3 separate regions of the Mus musculus genome follow, and regions 1 and 3 are each linked to region 2. The links are chromatin contacts, called in public Hi-C and promoter capture Hi-C maps. All regions are on one chromosome and are shown on one strand. The core of a region is the stretch at or near the end of the contact, and the rest is flanking DNA. Distances in the headings are between cores, read along the strand shown.

Evidence for each region. Promoter capture Hi-C pulls out the DNA fragments that hold promoters and counts their contacts. Hi-C and Micro-C count contacts between places; a contact is called where the count stands out from the background.
Region 1: a promoter capture Hi-C map of liver shows a contact between it and region 2, with 2.0 times the contacts expected there. A contact is called at or near these places in 1 of 39 promoter capture datasets (liver), 4 of 484 Hi-C or Micro-C datasets (CD4 T cells, CD8 T cells, granulocyte-monocyte progenitors and 1 more) and 2 of 130 datasets of targeted methods (pancreatic cancer cells and thymic regulatory T cells).
Region 3: a Hi-C map of nephron progenitors shows a contact between it and region 2, with 2.4 times the contacts expected there. A contact is called at or near these places in 1 of 484 Hi-C or Micro-C datasets (nephron progenitors), 3 of 130 datasets of targeted methods (the SCID.adh cell line, bone marrow-derived macrophages and embryonic stem cells) and 4 of 9 other capture datasets (adipose tissue, embryonic stem cells, liver and 1 more).

Annotation. Positions count from the first base shown.
Region 1 is chr15:58,213,264-58,217,782 of GRCm38.p6, forward strand. It overlaps Fbxo32 (F-box protein 32), which reads right to left and starts at 1,629. Exons shown (of 9, transcript NM_026346.3): 1 at 1,233-1,629. The coding sequence starts at 1,348.
Region 2 is chr15:57,984,540-57,988,734 of GRCm38.p6, forward strand. It overlaps Fam83a (family with sequence similarity 83, member A), which reads left to right and starts at 1,364. Exons shown (of 4, transcript NM_173862.2): 1 at 1,364-2,002. The coding sequence starts at 1,523.
Region 3 is chr15:57,790,749-57,794,890 of GRCm38.p6, forward strand. The region is part of intron 2 of Zhx2 (zinc fingers and homeoboxes 2); the gene reads left to right. Among named protein-coding and RNA genes, the nearest start is that of Zhx2, 98 kb to the left of the region's middle.

The sequences.
Region 1 (4,519 bases), core at 379-2,878, 230 kb after region 2:
TATTTGATTCTCCTGGAAGGCCCTAAGTTCAGGGAACTGTTTCACCTCATTAGGAGACAAAGGGAATTCAAGCATTACAAATCACAAACAAATGGGAGGCCCTGGAGGTCCCACTGGTTTCTTGATAATTAATTACCAAACCTTTATTCAAGCAACCATTGGCAAATCTCACTCAGCGTCACCTGGCACACTCACAAAAGTCTCTGTTGAAGTCAGCTTAGGGATGCAGGTTGTGTGTGTGTGTGTGTGTGTGTGTGTGTGTGTGTTAATCAAAGGACAGTGGGAGGAGAGAGCACCGAAAGGTGACTTCAACTGCACCAGCGCCTCCAAACAAACTTCTGTCGGTTCCTCAGGTGTCTCAGGGAGTCAGCTGTCCAGGCTGGGGATTGATTCTTGACCTGATACTCTATGAGTGGGCACTTGTTCTGACCTCAGATTTCACTAGACAGCGGAGCTCAGGTGAAACTTCAAGTCTGGGTGGTCTTTCTGCAGCGGGCAGGCACCACTAAGGATGGGAGTGTGCTCACGGTATAAAGACCGAAAGGGCCACGGAGGAAACAGGTGCAAGTGTCTGGTCCTTCCTGAAGCAGAGCACTGTTCTTGCATTTCTTCCCTGCCTCCCTCCGCAGCCCCTAAGCGTTACCACAACGACCCACTCCGCAAGCTGTCCCGGGGCCCATCGGCTGCCCCTCCCAGTCACTTTTTTTTTTTCTCGGCCCACTCAGCCGTCGACTGCGCGTGGGAAGAGCCTTCAAGCACTCATGGCAGGGCCCGTCATCCGGCTTGTGACTACTACCGCTCTTGTACTCTTGGGGTCCTGTCATAGGACAGTGAAAGGCAAACAGCCAAGTCGCTAGCACCCACTTAAAACAGTGACTGCAATTGCGGGATCTAAAGGAAGAGTCCATGAGTTGTGCGCCTGTGTTCAAGTGTTTAGGGACATAATCCCCTATTGCCAGATTGAGGGATCCTGGGTTCTGTATGGGATCTTTTCTGCTGGGAGACACTGTCCTTGATCAGGAGGAGACACTAAATTACCCATCTCTCGGGTTCTGGCGACCTTTACCGAAATCCCGGCACCTCACTCCTGTCCCTTCAGTCGGAAGCCCCCTCTTTATTCTGGCCCAGACCTGCTTGCCCTCCTTCACCTGCCCCTGAGGTGTGCACTTCCCCCTCGTCCCCGACCAGCTAAAATCAGTTTTGTGGGGCTGGAAGTCGGCGAATGTCCTCACCTGCTGAGGTCGCTCACGAAGCTGCCGCTTTTCTCATCCAAGAAGCGCTTCCAGCCGTCCGCCGTCTTCACCCAGCTCTGGCCCGGGGACCGCCAGTCCTGCCCAAGGAACGGCATGGTACAGAGCGCGGACGCGACCGACGGACGGGACGGATTGACAGCCAGGAACCGGCCTGGCTTGCCCAGGGTATGCGGCGCGTTGGGAAGATGCTGGGGAACGACGCAGGCGGCGACCGGGACAAGAGTGGGTCAACTAGTGTGGAGGGCTGCGGATCCTGGGTGGGCGCGGGGATCCTTGCACTCACAGGGGCGCAGGCGTTGGGGAAGGTCGCCTCCTGACTCTGGGAATGCTGAGCGGCTGCCCGAGCGCAGTATTTATCCCGGGCCGCTGCCCCGTCTCTTTGTTGCCGGAAGAGCCGCCTGCTCTTAGCCCGCCCCCCCCCCCCCGCGCCCCGAGGCCACGTGGCTTTGTTTATAGGCTCGCCTTGTTTTCCGAGGCGCCCGCGGCTCTCGCTCTGCTCGCAGTTGCACAACCTTGCGTCCGTGGAAACTTGAAGCCGCATGGCCAGGCCAGATGTCCCGCTGACCCTCGGTGCCCTGGCACCTCTGCACCTCCCCTACTCCCCCATCAGGCGTAGCTGTCGCCACCAAGATCCTGGTCTTGCACTCGGCACTAGGTCCCCTCTACGGGTCCCGGACAAGCAGGGTGTAGCAAGGAAGCCTAGAGAGTTGGGAACTGTCAGTCCCAGAGGGTCTGGAAGCTGCGGGACCGATCTTTGCAGGCAGATCAGCCTTGGGGGAGGCCAGAACGTCTGGGGACGGGTAGGGGTGCATTCTTTGAACCTCTCTTACTGCCAGTACCGACTCCAGGCGCCAGGGTGTGCTAAGTGAAAGAGGGGACCCAGTGCGGTAGGGGCGGGGAGGGACTACCCCCACTCCTTCCGCCTTAAAGCTGTCATTTGATGCGTTTGCTGTCAAGCTCGACTACCCCAGTGGCAAAGGAAGGGGAAAGAAGAGGCCCCCGCAGCGTCCGGACCCCATGGCGTTGAAGTGAAGAGCTGAGACAGTCTTGGGTCCCACTCTGAGGGACTCTGGGCAAGCAGCGCTGGCGTCGAGGCGCCTGGCTCAGAACAAAGCCTCCAGGGTCGTGGAGTCAGGAAGGAGTCTCAGGCTACACTCGCTGCTCCAGTGCCCCAGGGTTGGGCTTTTTTGGCTGTGGAACCACAGGAACCCTTCTTTCTCTTCCTTTACGCAGAGTTCAATTCCTGGTGTTCTCTGATTTCTAGCTATAAAGTCCTCCTGGGTTTCACGGCCGCTTCAGAAAGGGAAGAGAGTCTGTTAAGAGCTTATCTCTCCTAACACGAGGGGGTGGCCAGTCTGTTTTTCAGGTGAAAGGCTGTGGGGTCCTCAGAGAGGGTTAAGTCCGTGATTACCTAGGGTCTTATGCTACTTCTCAACTCAGAGCGATCCTCCCTGTTATGCAGAACATAACTCCCTTTTAGTCTAGAGACATCTCAGCCCAGTGCCTTACCACCAGGCACAGAATTGGCCATTCATAACCATCCCATCTTCCTCCATCCTCTGAGAGAGTGTGCATTTGTGTGCCCGCGGTGGGCAGAGGTCAATGTCAGGTGTCTTCCTTGCTCACGTTTGTCCCTATTTATCTTTGGGTCAGACTCACTGAGCCTGGAGCTCTCTATTGTCTGTACTGGCAGGCCGATGAACCTCTGATTCTTTGGATTTTGTCTCCCAGCACCAGGATAAAGATATAGGTGCTTTAATGGGTTGGTTTGTTTGTTTGTTTGCATGGGTGCTGGGGGTCTGAGCTCAGGTCCTCAAGACTGTTCATCAAGCACTGTGTCCATGGAGACACTGTTAATCGTGATTTGCACGGGGAGGGGGTGGGCAATTCTACCACGTTGAGGCAAATTTGAAGCAAGCTTTAATTAAATACTGACCAGGATAAATTTTGGTCAGGACCACTCTCTGGAATTCCCAGCGTGGCGGCCCCTAGACATGTTTTACAGAGGCTTTGAAGGCCATTGTATTTTCCCAGGTGGCTTTGATATTTTCCAAGGACTACAACTCCCAGCATTCTAAGGAATTACCTAGTCCTTGTTCTTTGGCCGGTGGGGCTTGCAGGTTAATTTTTGGGTCTTATGATATCTCTCTACCAAATCAACTCACCAGTCTCTCCATAGGCAATTCTTGTGTGAATAAGTGACTACTGCTTTAGGGTGACTTCTGGCCTCCCATCATTACTAGTCAGACCTGGGAAGTCACATTCATCTGGACCTACGGTGGCACTGGGCAGAAGCAGAGAAATAAAAGCATGCTAGAGAATTAGCTTCCAGTTCTTTTCTTCCACAGCCCTGCCTCTGTAGCCAGTGGCAGTGTCTCTTCTACTGTGCCTTGAGGCTGGATAGGCCGAGGAACCGAGTGTGTCTTGTGGGTTCTGTGTTGCAAGGGGGAAGGAGATGTTTTTAATAAAGTCTGTCTTCAAGTAGCCAGGATTTTCTGAGTTTGGTTTCCCACCATAAATAATTTATTAGTGCAGCAATAATAAAAATGGCTTGTAAAAGGCCCGCAGAAGATCCCAAACAAATGTTAAAACACCAACCAGGCTAAGAGATGAGGCAATGCTGGGGCTGAGCTTTTTGGGGGGAGAGCTGATATCGGCAAGAGAATACAATTAAGGGATGCAGTTATTAAAGATGTAGGGGGCTCCTTCCAGGGAGAAACCACAGGGGTCCAGAAGACAGAGGATTTGAGTCCAATTCTACGAAAGCAGCTTGCGCTTTGGTGGATGAACAGCAAGAGGCTCCGGGTACTCAAGGCGATGTTGTCGGAGGCAGAGATGCCGGCCTTTCAGATCATTTAGAAAGTGAAGTAGTTGGGGGCTATTAGTGCCGTTTTTTCTCTTCCCTCTTTGTAGTAGGTATATGTAGCTACACTTTCGACCTGGCAACTTGCAGAGGAGTAGAGGACGCCTTGGGTAAATGTGTAAAGAGCAGATGAAATCTGAGTACATACTTTTGACATGTTGACAGGTATGCCCTGGGTCCAAGTGCATTAGACCCCTGGGAGTGGCAAAGCCGTCTCCAAATTTGACTCAGGAAATTGGCAAAATCTTGTTTGTTTGTTTGTTTGTTTATGTGCTGTGTAACAGTTTCCTCCAAGATTAAAACATTTCATCCTGCAGGGAAGGTTTTTTGTTTTGTTTTGTTTTGTTTTGTATTGTTTTGTTTTGTTTTTTGTTTTTTTTTTTGGAGGGAGGTGAGCAACTCA
Region 2 (4,195 bases), core at 114-2,613:
GGTTCCTTCGTAGTCTGTCCTAAGAGGAAAGACGTTCCTTTTTAAATTGCTTTTCTTGTTTTTGAATTGCACTCTGATTTAAACACTGAGACCATCCTGCTGGACCAAGTCACCTGGGCCACTTCTCTACGGTCCTAGAAGTCTAGCTCTGCCTTCCTTCGGAGAGTGGCAATGGCCCAGAGGCATCAGGCTCTTCCCGGGTTCTGGCTCCTTGACAGCACAAGATTGGATTTCCCTGGCACAGGTCCTTAGCAGGCACTGCCAGTGCCAGGCTTCTGTGCCCCGGTGTCATCCCTCCCGCAGTTAGAGCTTCCTGTAACCAACTGCAGCTTTGTTACCACAAGCACTCAGTGGGCTCTCGGGCGGGCCGGCTGCTGGGGTAAACCCGGCATGAGAGGCCCTAGACAGGCTGGCAGGTAGGAACACTGGGCTGTGACTCTCCTATCACACAGTTCTCAGTGAACCGAACCCCCACCCCCATGTGTCCTATCATGTTCATGAACTCCAGATGGTCACTACCTCATCCCACGAGTCAACCTGCCCAAGACAAGCATCTTTTTCCTGTGCCGTTCAACTCCCCATGGCCCTCTCCACTTTTGCTTTCTGGAGTCCTCTTCCAAGATGCCTGCGCTCAGCTCCTCTTCCTAGCCTGTTTCCTGCGGAGCCCAATCGAAGCCAGTCAGGCTTCCAGATGTTCCATCCCACAGCTGTCTGGGACCTGGTCTGAAGAGAAAGCACAGGTTACTTCCTCAGAGGTCACAGAGTTCATTCACAGATGGCACCCCTCCTCCAGCCCCGACATGGATCCTATGGGTTCCCAGGCCACGAAATAGTAGCCTGACTTGCAGCCATACTCCCCAAACGGTCAGCACACTGCCCAGACCTAGGAACTCTGTGCAGACTGAACAAACAGGTCAATAGCAAATACTAGACAGACACTCTTTCACGGGACAGGGAAGGGGTGGGCAAGAAAAAGAGGGGGTTCCTGGGGAAGTTCTCGTTGGCCTTATATGAACCCAACGGAGTTTGAGCCAGGGAGCACAAAGGGGACCTGTGCCCAGTCCTCCTTGCTCCTGTCTATCCCTTGGGCTGGTTCTGTGGGGCTGGAGGAGTAGCTCCTCACTGTAACAAAGGCCGGAGGGTTCCAGGCCCTCAGTGTTGTGCAACCAAGTGGGAAAGCCGGCTCAGCCTGAGGCTGAAGCGGAGGAAATATCCCATGGTTGACTGTGCCAAGGCAATGACTGATCCAGCCCTCTGACTTGTGGGCAGGGTGGTGGCTCTCGGAGATAAGCCAATCCCTGGGCTGCAGGTGAGGATCCCCAAGAAGCATTGTTGGGGCAGTGAGAACCATTTCTCCAAGTAGGCAAGAGGGGAGGAAGGAACTCGGCAAGCCAGTATGGGAAGCCCATAGCTTCCTAGGAATACTGGGAGCCCTATTCCTCCCTGGTGTCGTCCGCATTCTTCCTACGTCTGGAAGAGCTCCGCGGTTGGCCACCCCTCCACGACTGAGCAACACAGCAGCATGAGTCGGTCAAGGCATGTGGGCAAGATCCGGAAACGTCTGGAAGATGTCAAGAACCAGTGGACCCGGCCAGCCAGAGCTGACTTCAGTGATAATGAGAGCGCCCGGCTGGCCACAGATGCCCTCTTGGATGGCGGTCCAGAGGCTTACTGGCGCGCCCTCAGTCAGGAAGGAGAGGTAGACTTCCTGTCCTCAGCGGAGGCCCAGTACATCCAGGCCCAGGCCAAGGAGCCCCCTGATGCCCCCGATTCTGCCGGAGGGGCTGAGTCAGGACCCAGAGGACTGGACTCCTGCTCTTTACAATCAGGTACCTACTTCCCTGTGGCTTCGGAAGGCAGTGAGCCAGCTCTGCTGCACACCTGGACTTTGGCTGAGAAGCCCTACCTGAAGGAAAAGTCCAGTGCCACCATCTACTTCCAAATGGACAAACACAACAACATCAGAGATTTGGTCCGCCGCTGCATCTCCCGGGCCAGCCAGGTACCCACGCAGAGCTGAGGTCTGCCTAGTGCTGTGCGGGATGGAGCGGGGATTAGATAGAGCTAGGGGCTTGCATGCTGTTTTCACAGGCTTGCCCAGGAGCACAGACCCTTGATCCCTATACAACCTGGGTCCTGCGCCACTAGCACCTATCCCTGGCACTATAGTCTCTCGTGTGGGAAGGATAAATCCCTTCCTTGGCTCCCCAACTCCTTTTTCCTACTGCTTGCCACTCACCCCCGAGTCCCCTGCATATTCTCAAGCCTCTGGCCTCTGGCTTCAGGACTTTGGAGACTCTGTCTGTCCCTGAACCATCCCTGCTTTTCACTCCGGTTCGTGCTCTTTTTTCGTTAGTGCTTCCAGATGAATGGGCGAGGGGACTTCACTAGGACATATCCTTGTCCTTTTGTCCTCTCAGCCTCTATTTAGATCTAGTTGCCCACAGGTCACCCTGTAGCCCCTGTATCAGGCAGCTCTATCGAAGCAGAAAGTGAGGCAGGGAGAGGGTCAGAGAAAATTCCCCTCTCCCCGGACAGCCCATGTTTTACTTAGACTCTGGAAAGTCCTTCTGAACAGGGCCTCAGCTGACAGGACCTCAGGCATTGGGGCCAATGGGGCAGGAGTTCCCAGTGCCTCTGCATGTCTGCAGTGGTTGCCAGTGTCAACTGGGGGCTGGGTAGAGAGGGTTACTCTCTGCTATCTCTTTTTTTCCCAAGTACACAGGGTTGTGGGTACCCATCCCTCTTTCCTGAAACTGCAGAGGGGCAAGGGAGAGAAAGTGAACTCCAAGGAGGAGAGAAATCTGTCATCCACGGTTGGGGGTGTGGCTCTGTGGTAGAGGGCCTGTTTAGCATAGATGCCCCAAGTTCAATCCCCAGTATGGGAGGGAGGGTCATCATAAAGACATCTCTCTCTCTCTCTCTCTCTCTCTCTCTCTCTCTCTCTCTGTGTGTGTGTGTGTGTGTGTGTGTGTGTGTGTCTGTGTATGTGTCTGTGTGTGTGTCTGTGTGTGTGTGTGTGTTGGTCTCTGTCTCAAAGTACACATTGATTTTTGTGTTCACTCCTGGCTATGGTCCTGGGCTCATGACTGGATCCCCTCCCAGGGTCACAACATTGTATGCAATTCTAAAGTTTTTGGGAAAGCCACCAAGAGGACTGTGGGGAAGCAGAGTTCTGGAAATTTAAGTAGAAGGTGGCATTGGGTGGAGCTACTGTGTGGCAGGGCTGCTTGGGAACTGGTACTTCATGACATGATGGCCCAGAAGGGCCCAGGCAGACTGTCAGGAGGGCTACCCTGTGACATCTCAGGCAAGTGCCTTGACCTCCTGGGGCACAGCCGCCATGATGAACTGAGATTCCTTTTGGTCTATTGCTAAGTGTACTAGCTCTGCTCTCTTGAGGATGGGGCCAGTGCACAGGGATTCCTTGGCTACAGCCCAGACTCCAAGGCCAGTGCAACACCCTGGAAAGTAGCCAAGGTTAGCTGGGAAGTCCAGCTTCCTGTCTGAGTCTCCCTGCTTCCATCTCCCCACGTGGCAGGGTATCCCCACCCAAGCCCCACTGATGTCCTTTGTATGACACAACATTTGATTTTAGGACACTTGAAAATCAGAAGGTTTCACCTAAAAGTGTGGACTTCTGGGTCCACTTAGCAGGTAGGAAGATCTGTGTCCTCTGGAGCAAGTTTTAGTTACCTCTTTGACTGGGTTGCTTCTGCCACAGTTCCCTAAATCTCCCTGTTGGCCTGAGCCTACTGAAGCTTCACCCATTTTTATTGCCTACTAGACACCTGCAGGCTGACTTTGTTATATCCTTCAGACACGCAAAGCTTGTATGAGTGTACATGCCAATAACACACACAGAGAGAAAGACAGAGACAAAGACAGAGAGACAGGCAGGCAGGCAAATGGAGACAGGCAAGCAGACAGAGACAGAGACAGAGAGGCAGGCAGGCAGGCAAATGGAGACAGGCAAGCAGACAGAGACAGAGACAGAGACAGAGACAGAGAGGCAGGCAGGCAGGCAAATGGAGACAGGCAAGCAGACAGAGACAGAGACAGAGACAGAGACAGAAACAGACAGAGCAGGCAGAAAGGGACAGGCAGACAGACAGATACATAGACAAGAAGGTTGGGGCTGTCTGTTCCCACAGAGATGATGGCAGGGATGGATCCAGCCACCCTGGATCTATGC
Region 3 (4,142 bases), core at 1,158-3,657, 190 kb before region 2:
CTTTCCCATCATGCCTGTCGATGAAATGGGATCTGTTCCTGTCCCACGGCTGATGCTAACTGACCAGAAACTCGGGCCAGAGGTGAGAAGTGTGCTACACTAGAATTTATTCATGGCTCTCAGGGTAGCTAACCTGGCCTACATAGCAGAGAACAATAAGAGGCCCTGTGTCAAACAAGGTGAACAGCAAAGACTGACAAACAAGCAAACCAGAGCTGCACTCTGATTTTCACATGCACACTGTGAAACACTCTGCTTCCCTCCTCCCTCTCTCTCTCTCTCCCCCCCCCACTCTCTCTCTCTCTCTCTCTCTCACACACACAAACACACACACACACACACAAACACAAACACTCTTTTTTTAAAGCAAAATAGGAGTAAAATGTTAGCTGTGTCCAAGTGAAGGATCCAGCAACATAGAAGAATTTTAGACAGTTCCATTTTGTTCCAGATGCTCCAGAGAAAACCGTGACCTAGACTTTGCTCCATCAGCAAAAGCTGAATGAAGGAGGAAGCCAATCTTACACCTTCAGTGGGCTGTAGCAAGCCCCCACCCTTCCCCTTCATTCATTTGACACCCTTCCTTCTGACACCAGTGTGGTGTCAGAGAGTAAGATAAAGGTAGAGAGTGGAATCTCTCACTACCTCCTGGAAGGCTATACCTATTGGCTGAGTGGAAACAAAAACTTGACATGCACAGTGGCTCCAGACAGGGGGTTATCCATGGAAACCACTGCACTACTCACCCCTTCCAAGTAACAAGGAGGCTGCCCATTGAGAGTCCATGAGGACCACATAAGGACCCTGAGCTTCACTTGGAAGCACTGAGTTGGCCACACTCCGTTCTCCTGATAGAAGAGTGTCAAAGAAAGCAAGCTGAATCGAAGGTTTGAGTAAGATCCCATACCTCATAATGAGGTTTTAATTTCAACATAATCCATCAGGAATATCCCACAGTGAGTTATGAAGAGACAAGAAAGGCAACATTAGAATAACAGAAGAGTAAGAACTGACAGTGGTTACGAAGTGGCCATTATAAAAACACTTCAGTGAGAAATTATAAACATACATCCCAGATGTGAGCAGATGCAAAATCTCATCGAATGTATGGATAATAGAAAAATTCCTGAGGACATTTTAGAACTGAAAAAATAAAACAAACAAACTTCACCAGCTGAGCTCATCACCCAAACAGAGGGGCCAGACAAAAACGACCACGCCCTTCAAAATGCATATAGAAAGGCTAGAACCTAAGAAGACAGACTGCAGAGACTTACACAGAGCCTTGGGGACCTGTGGGGCCATCACAGAAGGTGTGACAATCCTGTCGTCATAGTCCCAGACAGGAGAGAGATGATAGAGCTAAAAACCACTCAAGCTACCATAGTTCCCCTTTACCTGCCAGGACAAGTTCCGAGATCCCTTGTGCACTTGAAATTGTGGATAATTTCAAACCATGTATACCAATGGTGAAATACTATGACACCAGCCTGATAACTCAAATGAGACCACTATACGACTAATGGGCAGGTAGCAGATAGAGAGACACACCCCTTGAAAAAGTTAAGCAGGCAGATCTCTATAGAAGTCGACCAGCCAGCATTAGATCAGGGCTCTCCCACTGCTTTGTTTGGATGCTCTCAGCTCTCTGTAGTCAGAGTGGGCCCTCTCAGCTAGAAATCAGAGGCATGCCCCATGGTATGCCCTGAAGACTGAACAAGATTGGAGATCTCCACAGTGTGGGTCATACGTACTGTATCAGAAGGGATAGTGGTGGCCACTTAGGCAGGGGAGAGCCCAGCTCCAAGCCTGGGACAGCATTCCAAACATGGGCAGGTCATTTTGATTTGTTTATCTCAGCCAACCTGATTTTAATGCCTCCTGGTGCATTTCTGTATGATCCCCAGATGGTTTAAGGTTTTGCCTTGGATGTCATAATAGGACTGAAGGACAGACAGCAGAAGATGGAAGAGCTGTCCATATCCTTGCCTGGCCTATGGTTGTAAATCAGTTCAGAGGCCCACAAGTTCTGTGTGTGTGCTAGTCAGCTTTCTGTCGCTGTGACAAAATGCCTGAGGAAATCGACTTTAAAAGACAAAAAAACGTTTGGCTTCTGAATTCCTTGGTTCCAGGCCATGGTCCCTGGGGTCAGATGTTTATGCGCCATGGAAGGGCTGGGTGGGTATCCTGCTGAGGAATGTGGTGGAAGAGAGCTAATCACCTCTCAGAGGGGGAACGGTGTCAGTGAACTAACTTCTTCCAACCAGCCTCCCACCTCCTAAAGACTGCACCGCCTCCCAACAGCTTCACAGACTGGTCACAAAGACTAACACTCAGCCTTTGAGAGACATTTCCCAGCCAGGAGGACACAAAGCAAGCAGCTGGGGACGAACACAAAGGGGGCAGGGAAACCTGAGGAAACACTTCCGCATAAACGCATAAACCGGAAGAGCTGCTTGAGAGGGAAGCCCTGGCTCCTGTTGACTTCCTTTCAGTTTGGCCTGACGCTGCTGCAATGAATGTTTACCCACCCCCACCCCGCACCCTCACTGCACCCAGGAATCAGAGACTGAGGCTCCAGAATTAATTGTTAAGAGCACTCTGCTCTGAAGCCTGGCTCACACCTTCCAAAACTGAAGGTTGTTCCCGAGTGCACTTGGCTCTACCCCAAGTGTACTCCCCAGGCCTCCCTGAACTCCTGTGGGCAGCTGGGAACTTGCCTGGCCTGGTGGGGCTGAAAGACGAATTGCTGTCTCAAGTTTCCTGTATGGCTTCCTCCCTTCCATGGCTCACTTGGTTCTAACTTGCTCTATCATTGAAAACTTCTTCTTCTGGGTTCCAGAAATCTGTGGCACTGAGCCAACAAGGGGCTTAGAACTTACCTTTGTGGAGGCTTAAAATTTGAGCTCTGTAACCAAAGGGTCTAAATTTAGTTGAAAGCAACTAACATTAAAAGGGGGAGGGGCAACTTTGTGAATACTCATTACTGTTTACAGATTTGTATACTTGGGAGTTTCTGAAAATAATTTTAATATCATCATACTCAGTCACCTCCTGCCCCCTCTTTCTCTTGTCCCACTTACCCCAACCTGATTTTCCACCTGGTCCCCTCTTACCCAAGGCAGAAGCCTGGGAGGTACCCACATGGTGTATTCTTACCTCCCACACCCTCCACTGTCTCTCTCTAATATAAGCCATCACATAAATCTTGCCTCGGCTGGGAGTTTTTCATTTCTTCCTCCCATATATCTTCCTCCTGGGGTCAGGGAGATCTTTAAAGACATAGGCTCTCTCTTGCCTAAGTCCTTCTAATCTCCCTAGGAACACCCCCACTTGTACCACTTATATACCCTATAAGCATCTGTCTTCCCACTTTGGCAAAGCCCCCTTTGCGATCTGATAGCTTCTGTCCTTGTCTGCCATGCAGAGCACCTCTTCTGGGCTCCTCAAAACCCAGTCCTTTCTCACACACAGTAGGGAGAAGCAGTCCCCAGTGAAAGCCACACTGCTCTCATTGGTCATTATTCAGAGCTCTGTCCTGGGCGTTCCATGGGATCTTCAGTTCCAGCACAATTCCCAAAGGATGTCTCCATGTTATCCTGGTTTTACAGATGAAGGTTGGTTTACAGCAGGGGTTGAGAGTTCAGTGAGCTGCCTCAAAACACATAGGGCATATTATAGGATTGGTGTAAGAACTTCAGTCTCCCTGATGGTTTGTGTGTCCATCAGTTCAGCATTCTACTGAGTGCCTTGGGTGGTGCCTGTGTGGACATCATGTGTGTGGAGTCAGACATCTTGACTCCTCGGGCATCAATACCATACACTCCATTCATCAAAAATGATCTAATGAGCAACTTTCAATATACACAGAGCTGTGTGGCCACTACCCAATTTTAGAAGGTTCTTATCACTCCAGAAAGAAACTCCTGTCATTATAACTTGATTCCTTCCATACTTGCTGCCTCAGCCCAGCTCCTGAAGGCCAATGTGCGCTCTCTCTCTCTCTCTCTCTCTCTCTCTCCACCTTTGTAGACCTGTCCATTCTGGATGTCACAGAAATGGAATCAGACCATATGGAGAGTCTTTCGTGACTGGCTTATTTCACTTGCCACAGCATTCTTGATGTCTCTACACGTTGTTAC